2 separate regions of the Mus musculus genome follow, and region 2 is linked to region 1. A link is a contact called in public capture Hi-C data. All regions are on one chromosome and are shown on one strand. The core of a region is the stretch at or near the end of the contact, and the rest is flanking DNA. Distances in the headings are between cores, read along the strand shown. Region 1 holds the start of Tnfrsf21 (tumor necrosis factor receptor superfamily, member 21). Region 2 holds the start of Tdrd6 (tudor domain containing 6).

What was found. Capture Hi-C pulls out chosen DNA fragments and counts their contacts.
Region 2: a capture Hi-C map of macrophages shows a contact between it and region 1, with 6 times the contacts expected there. The contact joins the promoter of Tdrd6 here to the promoter of Tnfrsf21 in region 1. A contact is called at or near these places in 11 of 39 promoter capture datasets (the 3T3-L1 cell line, 3T3-L1-derived adipocytes, cranial neural crest and 5 more), 1 of 15 datasets of contacts at CTCF or cohesin (large pre-B cells), 1 of 484 Hi-C or Micro-C datasets (embryonic stem cells), 6 of 115 datasets of contacts at active chromatin or transcription factors (embryonic forebrain, fetal liver, forebrain and 2 more) and 2 of 9 other capture datasets (embryonic stem cells and macrophages).

The regions. Positions count from the first base shown.
Region 1 is chr17:43,014,225-43,018,666 of GRCm38.p6, reverse strand. Tnfrsf21 (tumor necrosis factor receptor superfamily, member 21) reads right to left here and starts at 2,112. Exons shown (of 6, transcript NM_178589.3): 1 at 1,575-2,112. The coding sequence starts at 1,670.
Region 2 is chr17:43,628,380-43,632,275 of GRCm38.p6, reverse strand. It overlaps Tdrd6 (tudor domain containing 6), which reads left to right and starts at 1,977. Exons shown (of 5, transcript NM_001161366.1): 1 at 1,977-3,896. The coding sequence starts at 2,121.

The DNA.
Region 1 (4,442 bases), core at 863-3,362:
CTATCCACACTTGTTTAAAGGGCTTGGACTTTGCCATTGTTATAAAAAGACAGAAAAGCGTCTCTCAAGGGACACTGAGATTTACCTCATAAATGCTAAGAACAACAAACTTTCTTTAGCCCTCTCTCTCTCTCTCTCTCTCTCTCTCTCTCTCTCTCTCTCTCTCTCTCTCCCTAAACACACACACACACACACACACACACACACACACACACACACACACACACACACACACACAGAAAGAGAGTCAGCCAGAGAGAGAGACAGAGAGAGACAGAGAGAACCAGAATGTCTGTAGAATGAATTCCCAGGCCATAGCAACTGTCATGCCTTGGGATGGAAGCAGTAGATCTTGGCTGGCCAGGCAGTAAGCCCTTTAGAGGAAGGAGACAAGAGGCCTGCCTTCCCTTACACAGCCCAACCATGAAAACAAGCTCTTTTTTGTTTTTGTTTAGTTTTTAGCTAACAACCTTCATCCTCCCTGCAGGGATGAAAGACATGATTGGTTTATAGCATCTCAAGGGTTTGAATTCAAATTTTCTTCCACCTAATTCCCCACTTGGCCCCAATATTGGAAATAAAGGGCCAGCTGGGGGTAAGTTTTGGATAAGGGATGATGTCAGGTTTTGATCAGATAAAGTGATGGAGGATTGCAATCCGGGCACGCCCCAGATTTGGGTGCTGAGAGAGCCTGCATCATCTTGCTTGGTGACATGTCTAAACACAGAAAGGGAGAAATAAGAAAAGGATGGGGAAAATTAATCGTCCTTTATGTAGCTCTTTCCCCTCCCCCTCGACTGAGAGCCACAGCGCCGGTTGGCTCCAAGCCTGTGCTTTAGAGGCGCCTGGGTCTCTGGGTCCTTCTTCTCCTCCTCCCCCTCCCACCCCACCCCCACCACCCACCCGGGCTCCTTCTTCTTCTTCTTCTTTTGGCTTGCAGAAATCAGGACCCATCTGAACTAAGAGGGAGGAGAGAAGCAAGGAAGCTGAAGCAAGGGGTGGCCTGCGCCCTACTCCGGAAAGCTTCGCGCGCGGAAGCATGCAGCGGTTGCTCGCGTCCGGAGCGCACCGATCCGGCTGTCTCCACTGCGGTAGCATCCGGACATGACATTGCAGTAGCGACAAAGGAGCGGCCACAACCGGCAGCTGGCTACTGACAGGACTACTCGGGCCTCGCACCGCGCCGAGGGTCTGGCAGCGAATGATATTGGGGTGAGGCTGGGTGTTGGGGTGCGAGATAGGCCGAGTCGGGGGCAAAAACCCAAAAATGCGCAGGACCTCGAGGCGGACACCTCTCGCGCCTCCTTCAAGCAGCCAGATTGCAAGAAAAATAATTCTTTAACACTCACTAGCCTTAGCTCACCACACACACACACACACACACACACACACACACACACACACACACGATCTAGTAGGAGTCCTCCTCGGTCTGGCTATTGCCTTGTAACCAACCCTTCCAACCCGTCTGGTCCCACCGCGCGCCTCCGGCACTACGGGCCCGAGGACCCGCCCGGCTCCCGGACACAGGCTCGAACGTAGCCGCCACCCTAGGGTCCCCTCCTATCGCTCACCAGGAGAAGAGAGCCGGCGACCATCGTGGCTCCGACTTGGCCGGCGGTGCGGCTGCAAGAGGCGAGGGCGGTGATGCTGCTTGCCCGGGTCCCCATGGCCGAGCTCGGGGCTCGCAGCGGCGCCCGGGGCGCTCGGCCCCACGGCAGCTGGAATTGGTGGCTGTTTCTGCCCAGCGCCGCATCCACCGCCGCCTCACGGGCGGTGAGCCCATCTACCTCCAGCAGCCCATGTGCACTGCAGCAGCCAGGCACCCAGGCGGAAGAGGGAGGCAGCAGGGGAGGCTCCGAAAGGCGCTCAGCACCTGCCCAGGGGCGCTGGCGCCCGGGCGGTGAGAAGCAGGCGCGCTCGCAACCCGCGCCTCCCGGTGCTCTCCAACGACAGCGGCTGCGGAGAACCAGAGAGCAGGGCTAGCCGCGACAGTGCTAAAGAGCGACTTCCCATAGCGAAGCTTCCAGCCACTATCAAGCACTCGCCTCCTCCGCTGCCTAGACCGGCCGGCGAGGGACTGAGTCGGATGGCCACTCAGCTCGGGGACACACGTGGTGGCGCCGAAGGGGCGGAGAACGACCCTTTGTGATGTCACCCGGGAGGAGGCCGGGCTCTTTGTGCAGATGGAAAGAACTCAAGGCGCTCCAGAAACCGAGGGGAAGGAGAGGGTGCCCCTTGGCGTTAGCTGGAGGAATTGCGTTTGCTTGTTAACCTGCACACACCCCTCACCCCGACTTAACTTTAAAAAAAAAAAATGATTCCAAGTAGATTGTATGTAAAACAGAGACTATTTTCTTTTCCTAACATAAATATTAACAACAGCCAATATAACTTGCGCATAATGGCGCAGGCCTGTATTTTCATTGCCAGGAAAGCTGAGGAAGGAGAATTTGAAGTTGGAGGGAAATTCTGAGCTACACAGAAAACTCCTATCTCATGCATGCATGCATGCATGCATGCATGAATGAATGAATGAATGAATGAATGACCTGAGCATAACGGTGCCATTAAGCACTCTGTATAATGAGAATATGAACTTCTCCAATTCCAGGCCAGCCAAAATTGGAGTTCTACACAAGCCTGGCTTACAGAGCAAAATCCAGTCTCAGAAATCAATCAATCAATCAATCAATCAATCAATCAATTAAAGGAGCTAGAAAAAAAGCAAAAACCATGGAGCTTACATCAATTGCCAGACACAAAGAGACGTGTGTGTTGGTTCCCAAACTGCTGTGTTTTGAGGTCTGCTGTGTTCTCACAGTGGAGCAAAAGGAAAAAGCAAGTGTAGTCTCGGCATTTATGTGTGGCTCCCCTGCTTCCTGACTGCAGACCCGGTTTAACCAGCTGCCTCCTCTCCTCTCCTCTCCTCTCCTCTCCTCTCCTCTCCTCTCCTCTCCTCTCCTCTCCTCTCCTCTCCTCTCCTCTCCTCTCCTGCAATAACTGTATCCCTGAAACTGTTAGCCAGAAGAAACCTCCCCGTCTCTCAGTATTGTTGGCTATTTGTTCTCAGCAGTGAGGAACCTGGACAGAAACAACACTAAGCATCCCTGACAGGGAGTTGCCATGGTAGGAGCCCTATTTCCTTCCTTGCCAGTTACTACATGGAGAGTTGGTTCTTTTTCTCGGCATTCTTTGGAAGAATGAGATGTATTTAAAAATTAATATGAGGATTAATCCTACTCTCATCTTTCAAACATCTGCCAGTTAAAGAAATAAAACATATATTTAAAAAAGCTTGACCATAAACCCTGAAGGGGAATGCTGTAATATTAAGTTTCCAGTAAAAAATTTTTTTAAATTCTGAAAAATACTATCCTTAAATACAGAATTTTGTGAAAGGGGGTGATATTTCAACTTGAAATTCTCAAACTCTCTCCGAGGCTTCCAAAAGTGAAGGGGGATTACTATGTCTTCATGTATAATAGGGCCAATTAATTCTTCAAAACTTCAAATTATTGGCCACCACAATCAAAGGTCTTTCTGTTTAAAAGGGGGTGGGGGTGGGAAGTGAGATATTAAAGAAAAGGGGTCAGCTGACACCTTGCAGACAAATATGAGTTACTTGAGGTAATGTATGATTTGATCTTCCAAGCTGGGAGACTTTAATTTGGGTAAGTGTGGTTCTGACCTGCTCGTTCTCTTTGTTCTTCCTATTGTTTTCATGTTCCATAAGGTCCTTATGGGGCACTAATCATCAGAATTCAATTTTTCACGGGCCTTTGGGTTTGAGTTTGGTTTGGTTGGCTGGCTGCTTTTGGGTTGGGTCTTGCTGTGTAGCTCAGGTTAGCCTCCAGGGGATGGTTATCCTCCTTCATCACCACCTGAGTTACAGCCATGCAATCTCGATGCCTCTTGATACAATATATTCAGTTCATCTTGCTTACTGCTAACTAAGTAAAAACCCCTTAGTATTCTTCATCACAAACAAAAAACAAACAAAACAAAACAAAACAAAAGTGTCTATTGAATCTAGTTAGAATATAAAATGCTGGTGAGATGACTCAGCACTCAGCAGGTAAGAGCACTGACTGCTCATCCGAAGGTCCTAAGTTCAAATCCCAGCAACCACATGGTGGCTCACAACCATCCATAATGAGATCTGACGCCCTCTTCTGGTGTGTCTGAAGACAGCTACAGTGTACTTATTTATAATAATAGATAAATCTTTGGGATGGAGCAAGTGGGGCCAACCAGAGCAAATGGGGTTGGCTGGAGCGAGCAGAGGTCCTAAATTCAATTCCCAACAACCAGATGAAGGCTCACAACCATCTGTACAGCTACAGTGTGTACCCACATACATTAAATAAATAAATAAATCTTTCTAAACAATATATAAAATGCCATTTCTCTATTGCATGTTTAAAATAGAGAAATGTCTT
Region 2 (3,896 bases), core at 728-3,227, 610 kb before region 1:
AGAACAGAAAAATAAGTAAGAGTTCCTACTTTGATGGCGATCACACTGTGATAGTAAGGGAAATAATCAAAAGTTTCAAGATATTATGGACTGCACAGTGTGCTGGGGCAAGACAATACAGAGGCTCCTCCAGCTTGTATTCTGGTGGAAGCCATTTCAAGTTTGGTCTCCTTGATGGAGACTCCCTAGGAAATGTATCTAACTCTATTTAGGAATCCAAGGTGAAGATGTCTTAGCTAACTTCATCTTCGCTTCTGTTGAACTGCTTGCTTGCAAGCAGTTACTCTCCATCCCTTAAAGTGAGATGCCAGAATTTCTGCCTTCAAAAACCCAAGATTCCTTGGAACTGGATTTAAAGATAATTGTAAGCAACCATGTGAGTACTGAGGTCTTCTAACCCAACTTTCCAGTCCCAAGATTTATTTGTGTGTGTGTGTGTGTGTGTGTGTGTGTGTGTGTGTGTGTGTGTTCATGGAGTCCAGAAGAGGGCATACGATTATCTAGAGCCAGAGTTGTAAGCAGTTGTGAGCTACCCATGGTGGATAGAAGGATAGGATTTGAAACTGTATCCTCTGCAAGGGCAGTAGATCATCTTAACCTCTGAGCCGTCTCTCCAGATCCCTGCTAAGGATTTATTTTAATTCAATGTGTGTTTTTCTTCCATAAAGAGAAAAAAAAAAAAAGAATTGGGGAAAAGGAGGAAATGAAAATGAACTTTTCAAGGATAAGCTCAACGTGGAGAAGCGAAAGCTTCGGAAAATCAGATTTGTTCATTCAATAGCTACTGTGCATTTCATTTCCTCCCCCCCCCCCATGTGGGCTAGTGGGAAATCAGATAACAATTTGCAACACAATGATGGGGAAAGAAACCGTTCGAGGAGATTACAAGCGTAGGTAGCTTCTAATCTGGAACCCACTGCAATTTAGTTAGGCCAGGGGCACAATTAAGCGCTGTCTTGTTTTCTTGTATTCTGAAACCTGAAGTGAGATGAGATGTATAGGCAAACCGGAAAGTCCTCTGGGGATGTATACAACTTTGCGAATGCACAACAAATCGAATGCAATTGACTAGTAGGCGCACCTCAAATTATACCTGCATTTTCCATACCGCTTCTATCACCCTTGTCAGAGATTTCTATGGTAAATTAGGCGAAGACATTTGATACAATAGACAGGCCAAGAGTTTGCAGAAATAACCCAGTCCTCTTGGTTTGGGGGGGTGGGGGGGTGATATGTGTGCTGCGGGGTGGATCTACTTGTGTGCTCACTTTGAATCCATAGAGTATCTATCTTCAAAGTTAGGTGCCCTAGCTGCATGTAGCTAGGCAACAAGGGAAGGAGGGAAGAAAGCCATGCCAGACAAAGTGCTGAGAAGAAACCGTAGACCTCAGACTTTATATTAAGCGCCTAAAGGGATCTGTCATTCAGACACGAAACAGGGTCATAGATTACAGAGGCTCTGGCAACCTGCTCCAGGTCTCCAACGCACCAGGTGGGGGGAAAAATTCATCCGGGCCCTGCAAGGCGCAAGCGCACTGCTGGGCCTGAACTAGGCCTTGCCTAGAACCAGGAAAGTTCCAGCCTCAACGCCCAGGAAGGCACCGTTGACGCATCCATTTTTTTCCCCTTCCCAGTTTCTCTTCGAGAACTCCAATGGCTGGCACCGTGCTTGGCGCTCGGTGCTCCATCCACTGTGAGAAAATTGAAACCGAGGGGGAGTCCAGCCCCTGCGATCCTACTGGATCTCTGCCAGGCATTGCCACTGAACTCCCCCGGAGTCAAAAGCATCCTGGAAAGAAGCAGTGCACATCCTAACCCTGTCCCGCACAGGCTTGCTGGTAGTCCCCAGGCGTCCCCTGCGCCAGGAAGCCACCCCTTGGTCGCCTTGAAACCCCCCGCGCCGAGAAGGCAGGCAGCCACGCGCTATCTGAGCCTGCGAGGCACTGTGGGCGGTTGGCCGGCCGCCGGCTGCTACCAGTCGCGAGTCCCCGAGGCCCTGCGCCGGGCGCCTGGACGAAGGATCGCCTCTCCGGGCGTCCTTCCCCTTGCCTCGGTGCCCCGGACCTGGCCCGGTGGGACCGTCTCCGGACGCTCGGAGCAGCTCTCGGTTGGCCGCAGCCATGAGTTCGACTCCGGGGCTGCCCACTCCCGGGGCCTCGCTGGCCCTGCGGGTGTCCTTCGTGGACGTGCATCCCGAGGTGATCCCAGTGCAGCTGTGGGGACTGGTGGGTCAGCGGCGGGAGGAGTACGTGCGGCTGAGCCGGGAGATCCAGGAGGCAGCAGCCACGCGCGGTCCCTGGGCGCTGGGTGGGGCGTCGGCATCGCCGGGAGAGCTGTGCCTGGTGCAGGTGGGGCTCATGTGGCACCGCTGCCGCGTGGTCAGCCGCCAGGCGCAAGACAGCCGCGTCTTCCTGCTGGATGAGGGCCGCACCATCACGGCGGGCGCGGGCTCGCTGGCGCCAGGGCGTAGCGAGTTCTTCCACCTGCCCTCCGAGGTGCTGGGCTGTGTGCTAGCAGGGCTGGTGCCCGCGGGCGGTGGTGGCACTGGCGGTGGCGAACCCCAGCAATGGTCCCCCAGGGCTGTGGATTTCCTTAGCAACCTGCAGGGCAAGGAGGTGCACGGACGGGTCCTGGATGTGTTGCTCCTCCATCGCCTGGTGCTGCTGGAGGTGCCAGTTGTGTCTCAGCAGATGGAGGAGCTGGGTCTGGCCCGGCAAGTGCCGGACAGCCTCTTCTGTTCGCTGCTCAAACGCTACCTGACTGCGGCAGGGCAGGGCAGCTCCGGAGCTCCAGTTCTCCCGCGAGCCGCGCCCAAACAAGAGCATCCTGGGTTGGATTACTTTTATCCCCAACTGCAGCTGGGAGTGACGGAGCCGGTGGTAGTAACCCAAGTATGCCATCCCCACCGAATTCACTGTCAACTGCGGAGCCTCTCGCAGGAGATCCACCGTCTCTCTGAGAGCATGGCCCAGGTATACCGGGCGCCTGTGGGGACAGATGATGAGGACTCTGGCAGTGCCACCTGGGAGGAGAGGGAGGAGAGCCCTGACAAACCGGGATCTCCATGTGCTTCCTGTGGCTTGGACGGACAGTGGTACCGGGCTCTCTTGCTTGAGACCTTCAGGCCTCAGCGCTGTGCTCAGGTGCTTCACGTCGATTACGGAAGGAAAGAACTAGTAAGCTGCAGCAGCCTCCGCTATCTGCTGCCGGAGTATTTTCGAATGCCTGTGGTGACCTACCCTTGTGCGTTGTACGGACTCTGGGACTGCGGGAGAGGCTGGTCCCGGTCCCAAGTAGGTGATCTGAAAGCTCTGATCCTGGGCCAGGCAGTGAATGCGAAGATTGAATTTTACTGTTCCTTTGAGCATATGTATTATGTCACCCTGTATGGGGAAGATGGGATTAATCTCAACAGTGCATTCGGAGTACAATCCTGTTGCCTGGCTGACTGGTTTCTTCAGAGCCAGGGGATAGAGGAGGAAGAGGAGGAAGATGAGGACGAAGTGGAGGCAGCGTTTCAGTCTCAGTCCCCCGCTGAGGAAATGGAGGCGGAAGTTTCCCTCCCCTCCTTGAGATCCATCAGGCTGAAGATGAACACCTTCTATGACGCCCAGGTGGAGTTCGTGAAGAGCCCTTCGGAGTTCTGGATTCGCCTTAGAAAGCACAAGAACACCTTCAGCAAGCTGACGAAGAGAATGTGCAGTTTCTATTCTTCTGCCAGTAAGCTGGATGGGGTTATTTTGAGACCAGAACCGGATGACCTTTGCTGTGTAAAATGGAAAGAAAATGGCTATTACCGAGCCACGGTCACCCGATTAGACAGCAAGAGTGTGGATGTGTTCCTGGTGGACCGGGGCAACTCTGAGAATGTGGACTGGTGTGATGTGAGAATGTTG